3 separate regions of the Mus musculus genome follow, and regions 1 and 3 are each linked to region 2. A link is a contact called in public promoter capture Hi-C data. All regions are on one chromosome and are shown on one strand. The core of a region is the stretch at or near the end of the contact, and the rest is flanking DNA. Distances in the headings are between cores, read along the strand shown.

Evidence for each region. Capture Hi-C pulls out chosen DNA fragments and counts their contacts.
Region 1: a promoter capture Hi-C map of adipose tissue shows a contact between it and region 2. The contact joins two enhancer-like sites. A contact is called at or near these places in 1 of 484 Hi-C or Micro-C datasets (the HL-1 cell line), 2 of 115 datasets of contacts at active chromatin or transcription factors (embryonic stem cells and heart atrium) and 4 of 9 other capture datasets (adipose tissue, embryonic stem cells, liver and 1 more).
Region 3: a contact with region 2 is called in a promoter capture Hi-C map of adipose tissue. The contact joins two enhancer-like sites. A contact is called at or near these places in 1 of 15 datasets of contacts at CTCF or cohesin (the NIH/3T3 cell line), 5 of 484 Hi-C or Micro-C datasets (brain, brown adipocytes, cerebral cortex and 1 more), 4 of 115 datasets of contacts at active chromatin or transcription factors (cardiomyocytes, embryonic stem cells and heart atrium) and 3 of 9 other capture datasets (adipose tissue, liver and pancreatic islet).

What each region holds. Positions count from the first base shown.
Region 1 is chr7:112,643,322-112,646,251 of GRCm38.p6, forward strand. No RefSeq gene overlaps it. Among named protein-coding and RNA genes, the nearest start is that of Gm24154, 27 kb to the left of the region's middle. Within about 2 kb of position 1,545, at least 59 of the 459 cell types and tissues checked have an H3K27ac peak or open chromatin away from gene starts, as enhancers often do. A contact at or near this core is called in adipose tissue, where this site is marked.
Region 2 is chr7:112,759,608-112,762,490 of GRCm38.p6, forward strand. Tead1 (TEA domain family member 1) reads left to right here. Exons shown (of 13, transcript NM_009346.4): 2 at 1-32. Among named protein-coding and RNA genes, the nearest start is that of Tead1, 82 kb to the left of the region's middle. Within about 2 kb of position 1,339, at least 98 of the 459 cell types and tissues checked have an H3K27ac peak or open chromatin away from gene starts, as enhancers often do. A contact at or near this core is called in adipose tissue and cerebral cortex, where this site is marked.
Region 3 is chr7:112,840,685-112,843,637 of GRCm38.p6, forward strand. Tead1 (TEA domain family member 1) reads left to right here. Exons shown (of 13, transcript NM_009346.4): 4 at 1,356-1,418. Among named protein-coding and RNA genes, the nearest start is that of Rassf10, 110 kb to the right of the region's middle. Within about 2 kb of position 1,482, at least 98 of the 459 cell types and tissues checked have an H3K27ac peak or open chromatin away from gene starts, as enhancers often do. A contact at or near this core is called in adipose tissue and cerebral cortex, where this site is marked.

The DNA.
Region 1 (2,930 bases), core at 295-2,794, 120 kb before region 2:
ATAAAAAGATTGGGTGCTGTTGTGTACCCTTGGCTGGCCTAGTTTGAGGCCAGCCTAGCCTCAAACTAGATATGCCTACCTCTACTTACCAAGAGCTGGGATTAAAGGTGTGTGCCACTACACCGAGCCTGAAAAGGCCTTATTTATATATTTTCATTGTTTTAAAGATTTATTTATTTTATTTATATGAGTACAGTGTAGTTGTCTTTAGACACACCAAAAGATGCATCAAATCCCATTACAGATGTTTGCAAGCCACCATGTGGTTGCTGGGAATTGAACTCAGGATCTCTGGAAGAGCAGTCACTGCTCTTAACCACTGAGCCATCTTTCCAGCCTGAAAAGGCCTTTTTAAATAGGAAAGAAATATAATATAGGAGACAAATGGCTGACCGGTGATGAGACAAATTGGGCTCCTGTCCTGCCTGGTATCTCAGTGATGTGACCTCAACAGATTACAGTCACTTGCCCTCTCCATCCTGAATTTCCCTGCTGTGCACTAAGGGTCTGCCTGGAGCAAAGTACATTTACATAGCGGCATTCCTGCATAGGTTCAGTATGCAGTACTTGACAGGTTTCCAATAATGCTATTTGTCTCTATGTAGCTCCATCAAAAGAAAGAAAGAACAGGAAAGTTGTGGTATTTCTGAGAGATGTTCAGGCAGCATCCAAAGAGTCTAGGAGTAATTATGGCCCTGAGTGACAGATATGGCCCACAGACAGTACTTTCTTGCCTGGATGATCAGACAAAACACAGGAAACTGTGGCTTGGCAGTGGTTCTTAGATAAAAAGAAGGCTTGCAGAGCAAACCACCAGGCAAGTGTCAGGGAGAGCTCAAAGGACAAGGGCTGAGGCAGAAGAAACAGCAAAGCTGTGGGTAAGAACTTCCATGATTGACAATGTCTGTAGGTGACAAATAATTGCCGTGATCAGAGCAAGAGAGGCTTTTAATTTCGGAGACCTAGGGATCGCCCATGCCAACTTGTCCATGTGCTTGCTCCATCCTTGGCAGGATGTGCTGGCTCAGTGTACGCCTGTCTCCCTTTCCCTAACCCCAGGATCAAGACAGTCCAGCTTTCAGGATGTAACCGCTAGCACTCAGAACAGCCTTCCTCGCAAACCTGTGCAAACCTTAAAGAATGGGTTCTGAAACTCTAGGACTTGTGTGAATGCCTGACCCAGATATAGGCACAGGCTCACTGAGCTCAAAGCCAGCCTTCTGGGGACAGGTCCAGACTGTTCCAGAACGTTCCTTCAGCAAGCGGTCTAGGAACACTGTGGCCCCATAACTGCTGCTCAGGTGGATTACGACTTAAGATTGAGTAGGATCAGAAAAGTCTTTGGCCCCCTCAGCCCCATTCATCAACCCTTTCCTCTGGAGGTTCTGGGTTTCTGTCCCCCATCCCCCACTGTTTATCTTCCAGGCCCTGGAATCACCCAAGCAGAGAGGAGTGTTTTCCCCTGGGGAAGGATTGCATCACGGACTGGGAACGTTCTGTGAAGTGTTTGTTCTACTTAGGTTTAGGAAATATGGGTGGCTGCCACCCAGTGTTCTTGGCCCCCTCTCCTCCATCAGAGCCTAGGTGATGTCCTGACCCAGTTGGCGCTGCATGTGTCTTCAGAGCAGCCACTAGGGGGAGTCGTCCCAGGAGCTGGCGGGAATGGAGGGCTGGAGGCGGGTCTTGACATTGTCTTAGGTTAGCACCTAAAATGATTGTGATTATGCTAAATAGACCAGCATTTGGAGAATGTTGTGGAGAGGGAAAAACAGTTGAAACAAATGGGCAAAGGAACATTCGCATATTTCCACATGACCTGGCTGGGTTTTCCCTGGTGGTCTTCTCGTACAGACCCGTTTCCTACACACAGAGTTAAAGTCAGTCCAGATTTTTCCCAGTCATGAGAACCTAGATGTACCTCACCAAATGAAGGCTTAGGAAAGCATTTATTGGCTCCTTTCCATTTTGTTCAGCGAAACAGCATCACATTGACATTAGAGCTGGAGAGATGACTAACTGGTTAAATGCTTGCCGCTTTTCTAGAGGACCTAAGTTTAATCCCCAGCACCCAGATGGGGCAGCTTACAACAGCCTATCACCAGCTCCAGGCATCTAATGCCCTCTGCTGGCCTCTGTGGGCACCTATACACATGTGTATGGCCAGCTCACACATACACACACACACACACACACACACACACACACCTAAACCAAAAAAAAAAAAAAAAAATCTTAAAAAAAAATCTCAGTTATATAAAGGGCTTGTTAATACATTTTTTAGATTAAAAATAGAGGCCACCAAGATGTCTCAGTGGGTAAAGCACTTGCCACCAAGCCTAGCCCCTCCATGTCCTTCCAGACCACTCAGAAGCTCTGAGTGAGGGGTCTCCACTCCTCCAATAAAGAGACCTATGCAACAGTCCCCTCTCTTTAACTCGGCTCTGAGGCTCAGAGTTGCTTCTTGATGCTTTTATTCTTCTTTTGAAAGCCAGGGTTCCTCTTTAAAAACCTGGGTCCTTCCATTTACCCAGCATCTCCCTCCCTTCCACCCTCTCAACCAACCCCAGGAATTACATGACTCATAATGACTAAAACTCAGACAACATAACTGCAGCCATAGAAGGTGGATCTAGTGAGTGCTTTTCCGTTCTCACTATTGTTAATTATCCATGTAAGATTCAATTGCTGCTAAGTAAACAGAACTCAAAATACTAAAGCCAACAGAAGTGTTTATTGAGTCATGTAACTGAAAACTTCAATGATGTATCTGCAGGTGCAGAGAGATCCAGGTGTTAACTGATGCCTGGAGCCTGCCTCTGCCTCCAAAGTGCTGGGATTAAAGGCCTGAGCCACCACACCCAACCCTTAGGAGCCATTTTATTTTTTTAACCATAGCAAAAGTAATATAAAAAATACCAAATAGCCAGGTA
Region 2 (2,883 bases), core at 89-2,588:
AATCATCTTATCAGACGAAGGCAAAATGTATGGTAAGTGGCCTGGAACATTCCTTTCAGGGCCTCCAGCCTGCTGCAGTGGGAGGGGATGTTCTCCGAAGCCAGCCTGGTTGCTCTTTGTAGAATGACATTTGGCTATCCCAGGGACCAGGGCTCCACTACAGAGGAGGATCCTGGGATACCATCCCTTGGGGGTTTTCTCTTCATGCTTGACAGGCCTTCTGGCAGATGCTCTCAAGGTTCACGTGCCACGGTGGCATACGTGCAGGAGGGAACAAATTCTTCAGTCATTCGGCTCCACATAGCTGGCGTCGAGTGGGACCGAGTCCCTTGAGTCCTTCCCACCCTTGCAGGAAGATCTTGTGCTTTAGATTTGTATTTGAAATCTATTCTTTTTTTATTGGCTGGGGATGTGGTTGTTCCTGGCAGCACAGACCTCTAGGTTTAATCTACAGCCTTGGGAAACAGGGCATGGCAGTGCTCCCCTGTAATCCCAGTAGTGCTCCCCTGTAATCCCAGCACTCAGGAAGTGGAGCTAGGTTGACCAGAAGTTCAAGGTCTACATAGAGAATTCTGGCCAACCTGGACTTAATGAGACCCTGCCTCAACATTATGTCCCTCTAAAAATTCTGAAATCCCCCACTTCAGGATCAGCCCTGTACTGGCCAGATAAAACACACACAGGTTTGATTGGCCTGTTTCCATTCTTGCTTCTAACTTGCAGCTGAATGGCTAGTTAAGACGTTGTTGTGTGTCCTGTCCTGTCCCATCTGTTTTTCCCCAGCCCCAATTCATGTGCCCAGCTCCCAGCTCCCAGCTTCCCCTTCCTCTATGACTGTCCTCTGAGTAGGTTCTGGGGAAAGCTGCATGAGGCAAGGAAGGCAGGCCCAGCTTTCCAAATGGCTCTGGTTGCTGACAGCGAATGTCCCCACCCTAGCTGGTGTGAAGCTTCCCTCCACAGGTTGGGGACATTCTCTTTCCAGAATGCTCCCAGCTGCATGCAGACTTGCGGGTTTTTTGGCTATCTACCTTTAGGAAAGTAGGTGGCAGGTGGTCACTTGTACATAGTGCTTGTCTAACTGAGTTGACAGAGTTTGTGTTGTCACCAAGTCTAAAGAGATGCAGCCAGCATAAATTCCACCAACACTGGCTCATCCACTACCCGAGGCTCTTAACTCAACAGAGGAGTGATTTATTTCTCAGTAATTCCCACTATTTCTGTAATAGGGTGTTGTACCTTTAACCCCGCGTGTCTCTGTCAGGAGCCCAAGGAGGCTGTGCTCAGACCAGCAAAGACTTCTGAGAGGAGAGCAGATGGTAGCACAGCTGCCACCAGCTGTGCCCTGCCTGCCCTCCCCCTTCACCACGGATGATGTAATGGAAACAAAGACACTTTTGCTTTCTGTGGCACTGAGCCTCTCAGCCTGTCATGCACTCGGGAGTGAGAACCCAAACTTGTGGCATTTGTTTTATGCTCTTGTGAGTTTCTGCTATAGCCAGAGAATCCTCTTTTTATCTAGGGTAGTGAAGTCGGGCCGAAACCGGTTGCTCAGCTGCTGTGGGTGGATCCTGCGTCCGTCCTTTCTTCCCCGGCTTCTCCTTCCTCAGCTTTCCCTTGAAGCATAGCTTTGGGATGTTGCATTGTGAAGCTCCCACTTCTTTGCTCACAGGTTGTTTTAATCTAAATTAATGGCGTAAGACATTTGGTGGTGTACATCTATAATCCCAACAACACTCAGGAGTCTAAGGCAGAAGGAGAGTGAGAATTAGAGCCAGCCTAAGCTATCTAATGAGATCGTGCCTTTGAAAATGTTTTTTCCCCCTCCATTGAGATTTTCCTTTGTAAATAGTTGCCCACTTTGCCTATAACTCAATTGTAAACTTTTTATGTGAAAATGATTTTTAAGATCTCTTGCTGAGAACTGAATCCATGGAAGCTTCAGATTGGAGTTATTCTATCAGCTATTAACCTGATCACATTTGTGCTTGGTGTTAATGTAGTTTTGGGCTCCTGGGAAAGATGATCAAATAAATGAGGACAACAGGTCCTTGGAGACTTGCCATCTAGGATATTGTGGTTTTGAGGGGTGGAATTCAGCAGGGTGATTAGATATTGGTAAGTTTGGTGTTGGCTGTGGGATATGTGTCTAGGACGAGGGTAACTCAGTTCCCAGTACTTCCCAGTTGTATCTGTTTTTGAGTATGGGTGTCTTTCTCCTTAAGTTAACACTATCCGATTACTGTCTGTTGGTGGCCAGCCAGATTTAAAATGAGGCAACCGTTTTTCCTCACTAGGGAGGAAGAGTCTAGTATGGTTGTGGGTTTCACAGGGCCAGAGAGTACACAACCTGCATGGTTTTGTCCCCTGATCAGGAAGAGATGGGTTTTCTGCATTGGCCTTGCAGTATCTCCATCTGTCCAGGGAGGAAGCACTCCCCTTGGCTCCCTGTCTTGTGGCATAAGATAGAATGCCTCAGGCTATCTTGGAGGGAAGTGTGGTAGTTCCTGGGCTAGTTGAATTGGAGACTGGGCCTCCCTTTAGGGGATCTGCTTTAACTTTGTCAGAGAAAGTTGACTCTCCTTAGTGCTACCTCAGCCAGTCGGAGACAGAGTCATGTGAGCCCATGTAAGGCCAGGGTCACCCTTCGTGATCAAGCTTTTGCTAGCACATAAACGAATCTTAATGTTCGACCAGTAGTCAGCGGTCCCCGAGAGCATCCCTTTTCTCTAAGACCTTTGAAAATGGATTCTCTGTGAAGTCAGTCAAAGTCATAGCCCAGTGAAACACCTGGCGAGTCTTCCTTGAGGATTTCATTCCTCCATCTCTGAGCATTTCTGAGTTCTCTGGGTTGTCACTAGTCTCGAAACACTGGAAGAGGCAAGG
Region 3 (2,953 bases), core at 232-2,731, 81 kb after region 2:
GGATGGGGGAGCCCTGCTTCCCTGGAAACGGGAAGAAAGGGAATTATCGAAACTCAAAAGACATTTGACTACCAAAAGATCTTTAATAATCTGGAGTCACTGGAGAGTTAGAAATGAGGTGACTGCCACAAAGCCCAAGTCACTGAACTTGTAATGGGAAGGTTCAGAGTCTCCCAATGCAGACACCGCGCTCTCCTTCCATCTCAAGTGCTGAACTGGCCTGTTGGCCAGCACGCTCTGCTCACTTGCCCAGTGACCCCTTCACGGGGGGATCTTCTAAATGTAATCAAGTCCCACTGAAATCGATGCGGTTTTGCTTGCCCAGTGGAATCACTGTGTTAGAGGCCTGTCTGGCAGTTTTTCCACACCCAGCATCACCCTCGGGGTGCCTGTTGGCCACAGTTGGCGACACCACTCTAGTGTTGTTCAGCAAAGCTGAGTGGTTTTTCAGACCAGATTTTTAACTGGCTGGCTGGTTGTATTCACACATCTCTTTTTGTAATAATATGCAGATCCACTTGGCTCCCAGGCGATTCCCAAAAGTGTGGAAGGATTAAAGACATTTTAAGGGGTTGGGGTGGGCGGGGAGGCTCTGCTAACTGGGTCCCATTTTTCTTTGAGATCTAATTTATGTGCCGGTATTATTTCAGCATTTGCCACAGAATCTAGAGTCCTCCAGGAGATCAGAATCCAGCTCACAGCCTCAGCTTTGATTCTGTAGAGCATGCTAATTTATGGACAGTCCTCTCTAAATTGAGGAAGGGGAATTTTCTTTCTCTCCCGATACTGAGATGCTGTAAATATTTTAATTTATCTCTACCCCCGCCTTTTTAAAAATTTCATAAAGAAAGCATCCCTCCTCTCTCTTCTTATGGCTCTCCAAATAAGGTTTTTCCCAGCACCCACCTCTCATCTCTCTGGGTGGGAACATGGAGACGAGCCTGCCTAAAGTTCTGAATCAAGTCACTGCCACGAGGACCCTGTCCATAGAGCTTTAGAGAGGTGCTGGGGGCTTGGTGTCTGGCTGGGACTGTATGTTCCTAACTGCAGAGCTTCGTTGAGATGCAAATAACCTCCCCTACCCCACCCCTCCCAAGGAATAGCGATTTTATATTTGATTTCCTTTTTTTGTTTTTGTTTTTGTTTTTTTTTGTTTTCTTTTTTTCTCGTTTTGTTTCCCCCGCATAAACCCGAAAAATGTAGGTGTCTAGTCATATACAGGTCTTAGCAAGAAAGAAAGTTCGAGAAATTCAAGCCGCCATTAAGGTACGTCTGGCTTGCCCAGTTGTAGGGGGCTTTTCATCTCCATGGTTACAGGCTTTTCCTTTGTTTTCCTCCCTTCCCCTACCCTGCAGGTGTCTAGTCACATTCAGGTTCTTGCCAGAAGGAAATCTCGTGATTTTCATTCCAAGCTGAAGGTATGCGCTTTTCTGCTTTTTGGCTCGTGGTTGCTATGCACCTCACTTCCTGTTTTCCATGGTGACTGGTGAATGCCTGGCGCTGGGATTCTTGTAACCTAGCTTCCTAGCATGTGAGGGCTGTTTACATTTCTTTGTGTCTAATCTCTCTGTTTTTGTACGGGCCTCACGTTAAACTCTGTGTGTGCGCGAGTGTGTGCAAGTTTCCCAGTAACAACGCAATCGCAGTCGCAGCAGAGAGCTGATCTCAATAACTTCAGCACAGAAATGCAATTAAAAGAAGAAAAGAAAAAGAAAAAGAAAAAAAAAATCTTCTAATAACTGTCCTGTAGCAATTTGAGAATCAGCTAATGGATAGTCTAGTATAACCTTAAAAATAAAATAAAATAAAAATAACTGAAAAGGATGAAATTGTCTCCAGTTGTTGTGAAATGACTTTTATAATACATTTAGCACTGATTCTAATTTATGGTTTTGGATTTTTAAAAAAAAAAATTAATGTATCTTTTTTTTTTTTAAAAAGGGCTGGAGAGATGGCCCAGAGAACCCTGGTTTAATTCTCAGAATCCTTATAGCACCTCACAATTGTCTATAACTTGAGTTCCAGGGGATCCAATGCCATTTTCTGGCCTCTGCCAGCAAAACACACATATACATAAGATAAATAATAGTAATTTGAGAAAATACATTTTTATATGTATCTCCTTCAACACAAATTGTCTTCCACATTGTCTGATATGCTGTTTTTTTAGTGGGTCTCCTTAGTAGAGAAAGCTAAACCAGACACTGTGGCTTATACCTGTGATCCCCGTAGAAAAGAGGCAGGGAGGGGCTGGTGAGATGGCTCAGTGGGTAAGGGCACCCGACTGCTCTTCCGAAGGTCTGAAGTTCAAATCCCAGCAACCACATGGTGGCTCACAACCACCCGTAATGAGATCTGGTGCCCTCTTCTGGTGTATCTGAAGACAACTACAGTGTACTTACATATAATAAATAAATAAATCTTAAAAAAAAAAAAAAAAAAAAAAAAAAAAGAAAAGAGGCAGGGAGCATGGCTACAAATTTATAATGAGATACCATCTCAAAAATACAGAAGAGAGCGCTGGCATGGTGGTGCATGCCTTTAATCCCAGCACTCAAGAGGCAGAGGCAGGTGGATATCTATGAGTTCCAGGCCAGCTTGGTTCACAGAGCCAGTCTAGGACAGCCAGGGCTCTGTTACACAGAGAAACCTTATCTCAAAAAACAAAATAAACACAGAAAAGAGAGAAATAAAGAAATCTGCAGATATGGCCACAGGCAAAAACAAAACAATAAGACAAAACCTAACGATGGTCTTGAAGATAAGATAATCAAGCCTGCTTCATGTTGAGCTTTTTTTTTTTTTTAAATATGGGGCACCATTTATAACCAAGAACCATCCACAGTAAGAAATAACTAAATACAAATTTAAAAATTAAGGCACTGATCATTTTAAATTCCGAGTTGCTTTTCCTGCTCCAGTTTAGTGTGCCTGGCATTTACTTCTCTGAAAT